Linked DNA regions of Callithrix jacchus: region 2 is linked to region 1. The links are chromatin contacts, called in public Hi-C maps. All regions are on one chromosome and are shown on one strand. The core of a region is the stretch at or near the end of the contact, and the rest is flanking DNA. Distances in the headings are between cores, read along the strand shown. Region 1 holds the start of SNRNP70 (small nuclear ribonucleoprotein U1 subunit 70). Region 2 overlaps TRPM4 (transient receptor potential cation channel subfamily M member 4).

Region 1 (4,135 bases), core at 1,053-3,552:
GCTGCCTGCTTGATGCCAAGCCCCCTGACATACACATTGCCATTTAATTCTCCACCAACAGTATGAGGGGTGCTACCACTATCCCCTTGCTAAAGATAAAGAAACCAATGCATTAAGATACACATTTGCCCAAACTCACAGAGCTATTAAATGGTGCAAGCCAAGTGTGAATCCTCAACCACTACTCAACTGAACTTTCTCACAGAAATTCTACAAAAGGTATACCATCAACCCCACTTTTTTTTTGAAATGGGAGCCTCACTCTGTTGCCCAGGCTGGAGTACAGTGGGACAATCTCGACTCACTGCAATGACTGCCTCCCGGGTTCAAGTGATTCTTCTGCCTCGGCCTCCCAAGTAGTTGGGACTAGCAAGCACCATCACGCCCGGTTAAGTTTTGTATTTTTAGTTGAGATGGGATTTCACCATATTGACCAGGCTAGTCTTGAACTTCTGACCTCAGGTGATCCACCTGCCTCAGCCTTCCAAAGTGCTGGGATTACAGGTGTGAGCCACTGAGCCCAGCCTCACTTTGTCTGTTTGTTCGGAGACAGTACTTTCTATTGCCCAGGTTGGAGTGCAACGGTTCCATCTGGGCTCACTGCAACCTCTGCCCTTCGGGTTCAAGTGATTCTCCTGCCTCAGTCTCCCGAGTAGCTGGGATTACAGGTACCCACCACCATGCCCAGCTAATTTTCCTATTTTTAGTAGAGACAGGATTTCATCATGTTGGCCAGGTTGGTCTTGAACTCCTGACCTCAGGTGATCCACCCGCCTCAGCCTCCCAAAGTACTGGAAATTACAAGCATAAGCTACCGCACCTGGCCACAAGTCCACTTTAAAAAAAAAAAAAAAAAAATTTTTTTTAAGAGATGAGGTCCTGTTCTGTCACCGAGGCCGGAGTATAGTGGCGCAATCACAAAGCAATCCAGCCTCCAACTCCTGGGCTCAAGCAATCCTCCCACCTCAGCCTCCTGAGTAGCTGGAACTACAGGTGCACTCGACCACACCTGGCTCCAACCCCATTTAAAACAGGGAAACTGAGGATCACAAAGATGAAGCCAGTCGCTTAAATCACACAGCTAGCAAATCCAGTCAGAGGCTGGACTCCCAGATCCAATCCTTGCACCCCACAACCCAAACCATTCCTGGCCTGCTCAGTGAACTCACCTCAAACTCTCGAATGTACGGCGCAATGCCACAGTAAGGTTGATTGTGGTGTTTTTCATGTGGCAGTTTCTCCAGGGGTGGCAGGTATGGGATAGGGTCACGGGGGGCAAAAAGGGCCAGAAGGTTGGGCGGCAGGAACTGGGTCATCTTGCCAAGTCTGAGAGCAGAAGCAGGACAGCCTTAGGTTAGATTGGGTCTGCACAGAGAAAGCCCCTATTTGTCCCCTGACTCTCAAAAAAAAAAAAAAAAAGAAAAAGAGAGAAAACAGGAGTAAAGTCTCGGAATTCGAAGAGGCTCTGAAAGGGCAGAGAACCGTCCTACGCTAGAAGAGAAAAGGGCATCTCTTGGTGGGGGTGGAGGTGAAAATCAGGCCCGTAAAGGAAACAAAAAACAAAGGCTGGAAAAGGGTTCCTGAGCAGTGAGGTCTCAGAGTCCTGACCCACGAGCTGTGTGGCGGAGAGCTTCCCTGGGGATTTCTGGGGGAATCAAGGACCCGAGAAAGGAGGCACAGAGCAGTTGTGGCTGGCTGCTCGTCTCGTATCTTGGAGGACAAATTATGAGATGCGGTTTGCAGAGGCCTGGAGGTCTGAAGTCTCCGGGCAAAGAGAAACATAAGCAGCGAAGCCCCAAAGCCAAGCGCCTGTGGGTAACAGACCTGGGCGCCCCCAAGACGAAAGGAATTATGGGTAAAGGTCCAGGACAACATGGAAAGACGAAAAAGAAAAAAGGCCATACACCGCAAGGGCCTGTGGGTAGGGGACCTAGGACGCTACGGGAAGCAGGCGTGGGTGCGCAGAGGGCTCGGGTTTCGGGAAAGGGATGCAGAAGGGACCTGCAGCAGGGGACGCGGCAAAGGGGCCTGGCTGCAGGTAAAAGTACCGGGGCCCACCGCAGGGGCTTGTGGGTAGCGGCCCAGCACCCCGGACCACTCGGCCACACTCACTCGCCGCGCGGCGCCCTCCTGGGTCTGGCGTCGGTCCGGAGGCTCGGGGCGGCTGCGGCGGCCCCTCAGCAACAAGAACTTCCGCTTTGGCTTCCACTCCGACGGCGTCCGCGTCTGCCTGACTCCCTTGCCCGCGCAGCGAGCGCACAAGGCCGCTGCTCAACAACCCGCGCGGCCTCAGCTACCGACTGGAGCAGGGGGTGGGTCTCGACCTGAAATCCCTCCGCCGTCAGCACTGCGCATGCGCCGCGAGAGGCCAAGACCTACCCACACACCAGGCCCAGGAGCCGTCGCTGGCAAAGCGCACGCGCGAGGTCACTACCCCGCCTTCGGGCACCTTGAGTACCTCAGTCTCCTGGAGCTGGCGTCTGCGCTGCGCGCGCGCGCTCAGCCCCAAGCCGCCCCTCCACCTGCCGCTTTCCGCTCCGAACCGCCTATGTCCACGAGACTCTCTCTGACGCTCCGCCCCTTTCCCGATCACACTTCCCTGATTTTTTTCGCGCATGCGTGTTGTGTAGAGTACTGTAACGTACCTCTCCGCCGCCTAGCAAAGAGTCCCTAAGTGAATAGCCTGATTGCGTTGATGTCTAATCTATTCAATCAACTGCTCATCGAGCATCTCGTATGTGCTAGGCACTGTCTGGGCTTTGGGGGCTACAGCACGTGACTAAAGCAAAGTCTTCTCCTGCTTGGGCTTACATTGTACTGAGGGAGACAATAAAAGCGCTTGACTGAATAAAGATAGTTTAAGGGCTGGGCCCGGTGGCTCACTCCTGTAATCCCATCACTTGGGAGGCCGAGGCAGGCGGATCACCCGAGATCAATTGTTCGAGACCAGCATGGCCAACATGGTGAAACCCCGTCTCTACAAAAAAATACAAAAATTGGCCGGGCATGGTGGTGTGAGCCTGTAACCTCAGCTACTCTGGAGGCTGAGGCAGAAGAATCGCTTGAACCCAGGAGCCAGAGGTTGCCCTGAGCAGAGATCACCGCCATTGCACTCCAGCCTGGGTGACAAGAGCGACACTCTATCTTAAAATAATAATAATAATTTGAGATGGTGACCAGCATAATAAAGAAGGACAGAGCAGAGTAAAGGGATGGGAAGTGAGAGTGAGGCCATTTTATAAAGGGTGATAACGGAAGGCTCCTCTGAAGTGTCATTTGAACAAAGGCCAGATAGAAGCAAGATCGGGGGACGGGGAGGGTTAACAGCAGGCGCAAAGGTCCTGAACTGGGACCAGATGGCAGGAATCTCAGGTTGTTGGCCGTGAGATCAGAGAGCTGGCATTTATTTTATTTAAGGCCCTGTTGTTAAGTATTGCATTTTAAGTTTTGTGGATGGATTCAATAGCCTGTTTAATAACTATAGAAATTATTGCAAAATTCAAATGACTAATTTTCAAGAAAAAGGCCAGCAACTCAGGAGGCTGAGGCAGGAGAATCGCTTTAACCTAGGAGGCAGAGATTGCAGTGAGCTGAGATCGTGCCATTTCACTCCAGTCTGGGCAACAAATTGAGACTCACTTTCCAAAAAAAAAAAAAAAAAAAAAATGCCAAGTGCATTGGCTCATGCCTGTAATCCTAACACTTTGAGAGGCTGAGGTGGGTGGATCATGAGGTAAGGAGTTCAAGACCAGGCTGACCAACATGGTGAAACCCTGTCTCTACTAAAAAATACAAAAATTAGCTGGGCATGGTGGCTCCTACCTGTAATCCCAGCTACTTGGGAGGCTGAGGTAGGAGAATTGCTTGAACCAGGACCCAGGAGACGGAGGTTGCAGTGAGTTAAGATCACACCACTGCACTCCAGCCTGGGCTACAGAGTGAGACTCTATCTCAAAACAAATGCTCTTTCTTCTCTTCCACGTTGCCAGTTTGTGATTTTTCCAAACTTTTCTGCTGTGCTGCTTCCTATTTATGTATGTATTTATTTTCCAGAGACAGGGTTTCACTGTGTCACCCAGGCTGGTGTGCAGTGGCTATTCGCTGTGTCACCCAGGCGGTGTACAGTGGCTATTCA
Region 2 (4,135 bases), core at 451-2,950, 110 kb before region 1:
GGGACAGAGGAAGGAAGGAGGGAGGGAGTGAGGGAGGGAGGGAGGAAGGAGGAAGGGAGGGATGGAGGAGGGAGTGAGGGATGGAGGGAGGAAGGAGGGAGGGAGGGAGTGAGGGAGGGAGGGAGGAAGCTGCTGCTGTGCCATCCTCATTAAGGTGATTACCACTTTACTACTACTTGGGCTGGTGAGAACTAACAGCATCTTCCAGAGAAGTCCCGGTCGTGGCACCACACTTGGCAATGTTTCAGAGCTACTCTGCACCCACAGTGACAGATACTTGGCTCTCCTCCAATTGGGAGGAAGGATGTTTTGCGTTTGATTCTTGGATGTGTTGGTTGTTGGTGGCTTTCTTGCTATTTAATAATTGCTGTCAGTTCAGCCTTGTCATTACCAGTTTAGCTTGTTACCAGTTATTTAAACTGCATGTATAATCATGCCTATTTGCCCCACCCCTGCGTGTGCCTGGCCTGCAATTTCCCACCAATTAGACTCTTTAAAGACACGTATGCATTTATCCAAATTTGCGTCCTCCGTTTCCCTATTGCCAAAGCAGATGTACACAACACCCGCCCAGCCCCTCTCCAGGAGATAATTCACTATGATCACTGAGTTCTTTTTCCACTGGAAAGCTGAAACTGGGTGGGAGGGGGTACACATGGGGTCCTGTCCTACAGAAGTGACAGCTGCCAGAACCGTGCAGACAGAAGGTGCTGGGTCTCAGTCAGGCAGAAACACTAAGCCTGAGAGGAAGAAAGGGACTCCAAAATAGCAGCAGCAAACCCACCAAGAACCCCAAACCCACCACCCCAGCTCCAGCCCCCCTCCTGGAAGGGTCTAGTCCCCCACCAGTTCCCCCAAGAATCAAGCCTCCGGACACGATTCCCATCAGATGGCTTTATTTCCCCAGTGTGAGGAATCTGCGAGTGGGGTCTGTGGTCCCCGTTACCCCAAGGACCCTCCAGCCTGTCCCTGGACTACAGCCGGGTCTCCAGGACTTCCTCCTCCCAGGCTTCGGCTGGTTCTGGGAGGAGCTGCATGCTGTGGTTGGTATGGATGACACTCCCAAAGGTGGTCCCGACAGCGGCCCAGATGGGCGCGGGGCTCACCTCAAGTACAAGGCCACCAGGTGCAGGGGCGGAGGCCCAGATGAGCCTTACTCTGGGAGCAAAACCCTAGAGCGGGCTTCTCCTTGAAGTCCGCCAGCAGGGCTCAGTCTAGGGGGAAGACAGAGGAAAGAACAGGTGATTGGCGGGGAAAGGGGGAGAGAAAAACTGGGGGACTGGCAAAAAAAGAAGAAACACGAAGACAGGAGGACAAAATGCCCAAAGGAGACCAAGAGTGACCCAGGGCCACTGGAAAGGCGCCGAGAGAGAAAAACGCAAAAATACAGGAACAGAGGCTGGAGATGCACAGGCTCATCCTACACACTGACCTTTGGGCCCAGGCAGATCGGGGGGTGGCGGCCCTCCTGGGGGCAGCAAGGCAGAGCGGCTCAGGGCCTCGGCCATCCACCCCAGGACGCGGCTACAGTGCTGGACCTGGGGAGCAGGAGGGATGTCAGAGCAGGAGACCGAACCCCTGCCAGACCCCCGCCACAGTCCCCCAGCCAGGCCCCAAGCCCTAACCTCCCGCTCCAGCACTTTCAGGCGCTGTTCGTACTCGCGGATGTGTCCCAGCTGTTTCAGCGCATTGTCCACCCTGCGAAGGGAAGGCCTCTTATTGGGGGCACCCGCAGCCCACCCACGCCCGAAGCTCCGCCTGCTTCCCGGCCTCTTTCCTCCGTCCCAGCGCCCTGCCCCCAGGCTCCACCCTCTTCCCGGCTCCGTGTAAACCCCACCTCTTTTCTCCGCTCGGCGAACGTCGGGATCCCCCAAGGCCAGAAGCCCCGCCCCCGACCAGGCCCACCCCTCACTTCTGCGACGTGCGCTTCAGACGCTCGGAGTCGCTGTCCCGCTTGTCCCGAGCGCGTGCCAGCAGGAAGTTCTCCTTTTGCACCGATTCCCAAGTCAGCAGCTTCCGCTCGGCTTCCTTAGAAAGAGGGACTCCTGCAGGGGCGGACAGAGTTAGAGAGCTCAGGCCACGCCCCTTCCCAAGCCCAGCCACCCCATCAGAGCACCCTCTCCCACACCCGTCCCCAGGTGTTTCGAGAACAGGCCCCGCTCCTCACCCGTAAGCCCAACCCTCAGTACTTAAGCACCGACCCGTGCTGCTTAACCCCGCCCCTCACTCTTAGGCCACGCCCACTAGTCATTAGGGGCATGCCCCCATCCCCTCGCCTTCCAGGCTCCCGGTCTCTTGTATTTTTCCTTTTTAAGCCAAGCTCTGTTCTCACGGAAATCCCCGATGACCGCCTGGGTGCTCCGGGAGCTCCGGCACAATTTCCTGAGCAGGAGGCGCGAGTGGGAGATGATGATAAGGGGCGGGGCCAGCGCGGGCCGAGAGTGGAATTCCCGGATGAGGCGGTAGCGTTGCGACTTCCAGTAGAGGTCGCTGTTGCCCTGTACTTTGCCGAACGTGTAGCTGCAGAGGCGAGAGGTCAAAGTCAAAGGTCACTTCAGGTCAGAGCCCTGCCCCCGGAGGGGTGGGGGGCAAGGTTGGATGCCAGGTAATAATTGTTCAAAGTCCATCGCAGCGGACAAAAGTCAAGATCACTAAAGTCACAGGTTACAGGATGCGATCAGAAGTCAGGTTAGGGCAGGGCACTGTGGCTCACGCCTGTAATCCTAGTACTTTGGGAGACTGAGGTGGGTGGATTACCTGAGGTCAAGAGTTCTAGACCAGCCTGGCCAAGATGGTGAAACCCCATCTCTACTAAAAATACATAAAATTAGCCGGGTGTGCTGGCACGCGCCTATAGTCCCAGCTGCTTGGGAGGCTGAGGCAGGAGAATCGCTTGAACCTGGGAGGCGGAAGCTGCAGTGAGCCGAGATTGCGCCACTACACTCCAGCCTGGTGACAGAGGGAGACTCCATCATAAATAAATAAATAAATAAAATTTAAAAATAAAATCACCCAGGTGTGGTGACACGTAAGTGTAGTCCCAGCTACTTAGGAGGCTTAGGCGGGAGGATCACTTCAGCCCAGGAGCTTGAGGCTGCATATGTGAAGTTATGTCTCATTTCTGGTGTTTTGGTAGACACAGCAGCCTCGCTATGTTGCCCATGCTGGTCTCAATGTCTTGGGCTCAAGCAATCCTCCCACCTCAGCCCCCTAAAGTGCTGGGATTACAGGTATGAGCCACTACGCCCAGCTGGATGACTATAATTTTTACAAAAGAGCCGGGCGCGGTGGCTCATGCCTGTAATCCCAGCACTTTGGGAGGCCGAGGCGGGTGGATCACGAGGTCAAGAGATTGAGACCATCCTGGTCAACATGGTGAAACCCCGTCTCTACTAAAAATACAAAAAACTTAGCTGGGCACGGTGGTGCATGCCTGTAATCCCAGCTACTCAGGAGGCTGAAGCAGGAGAATTGCCTGAATCCAGGAGGCGGAGGTTGCAGTGAGCCGAGATCCTGCTATTGCACTCCAGCCTGGGTAACAGGAGCAAAACTGTGTCTCAGAAAAAAAAAAAAATAATAATTTTTACAAAAGAAAAATAACAAGTGTTGGCTAGGATGTGGAGAAGTTAGAACCCTCATACGCTGCTGGTGAGAACAGAAAATGGTGCAGCTGCTGTGGAAATGTTTGGTGGTTTCTCAAAAAGCTAAACATAAATTTACCATATGACCTAGGAATTTCACTTTGATACACAACCAAAGAAAATAAAAACCACCGTTCAAATAGATACTTCCATGCCAGCGCTACAACCAACATTAGTCACGACAGCCAAGGCAGAAACAACGCAAGTGTCCATCGACAGATGAATGGCTAAACCAAATGCGGTCTTTTCTTTTTAAGATGGAGTCTCGCTCTGTCGCCCAGGCTGGAGTGCAGTGGCACGATCTTGGCTCACTGCAGCCTCCGCTTCTGGGTTCAAGCGATTCTCATGCCTCAGCCTCCTGTCGTACCTGGGATTACAGGCACGAGCCCAGCTAACTTTCTAGTAGAGATGGGAACTTACCATGTTGGCCAGGCTGGTCTCGAACTCCTGACCTCAGGTGATCCACCCACCTTAGCCTGCCAAGGTGCTGGGAT

The links. Hi-C and Micro-C count contacts between places; a contact is called where the count stands out from the background.
Region 2: a Hi-C map of skeletal muscle shows a contact between it and region 1, with 4 times the contacts expected there. The contact joins the enhancer-like site here to the promoter of SNRNP70 in region 1. A contact is called at or near these places in 2 of 3 Hi-C or Micro-C datasets (both in skeletal muscle).

What each region holds. Positions count from the first base shown.
Region 1 is chr22:42,899,299-42,903,433 of calJac240_pri, reverse strand. It overlaps SNRNP70 (small nuclear ribonucleoprotein U1 subunit 70), which reads right to left and starts at 2,302. Exons shown (of 10, transcript XM_078359391.1): 1 at 2,109-2,302; 2 at 1,170-1,326. The coding sequence starts at 1,316.
Region 2 is chr22:43,011,711-43,015,845 of calJac240_pri, reverse strand. TRPM4 (transient receptor potential cation channel subfamily M member 4) reads right to left here. Exons shown (of 25, transcript XR_013530834.1): 21 at 2,277-2,520; 22 at 1,913-2,045; 23 at 1,626-1,698; 24 at 1,433-1,538; 25 at 880-1,214. Among named protein-coding and RNA genes, the nearest start is that of TRPM4, 43 kb to the right of the region's middle. Within about 2 kb of position 1,700, at least 16 of the 16 cell types and tissues checked have an H3K27ac peak or open chromatin away from gene starts, as enhancers often do. A contact at or near this core is called in skeletal muscle, where this site is marked.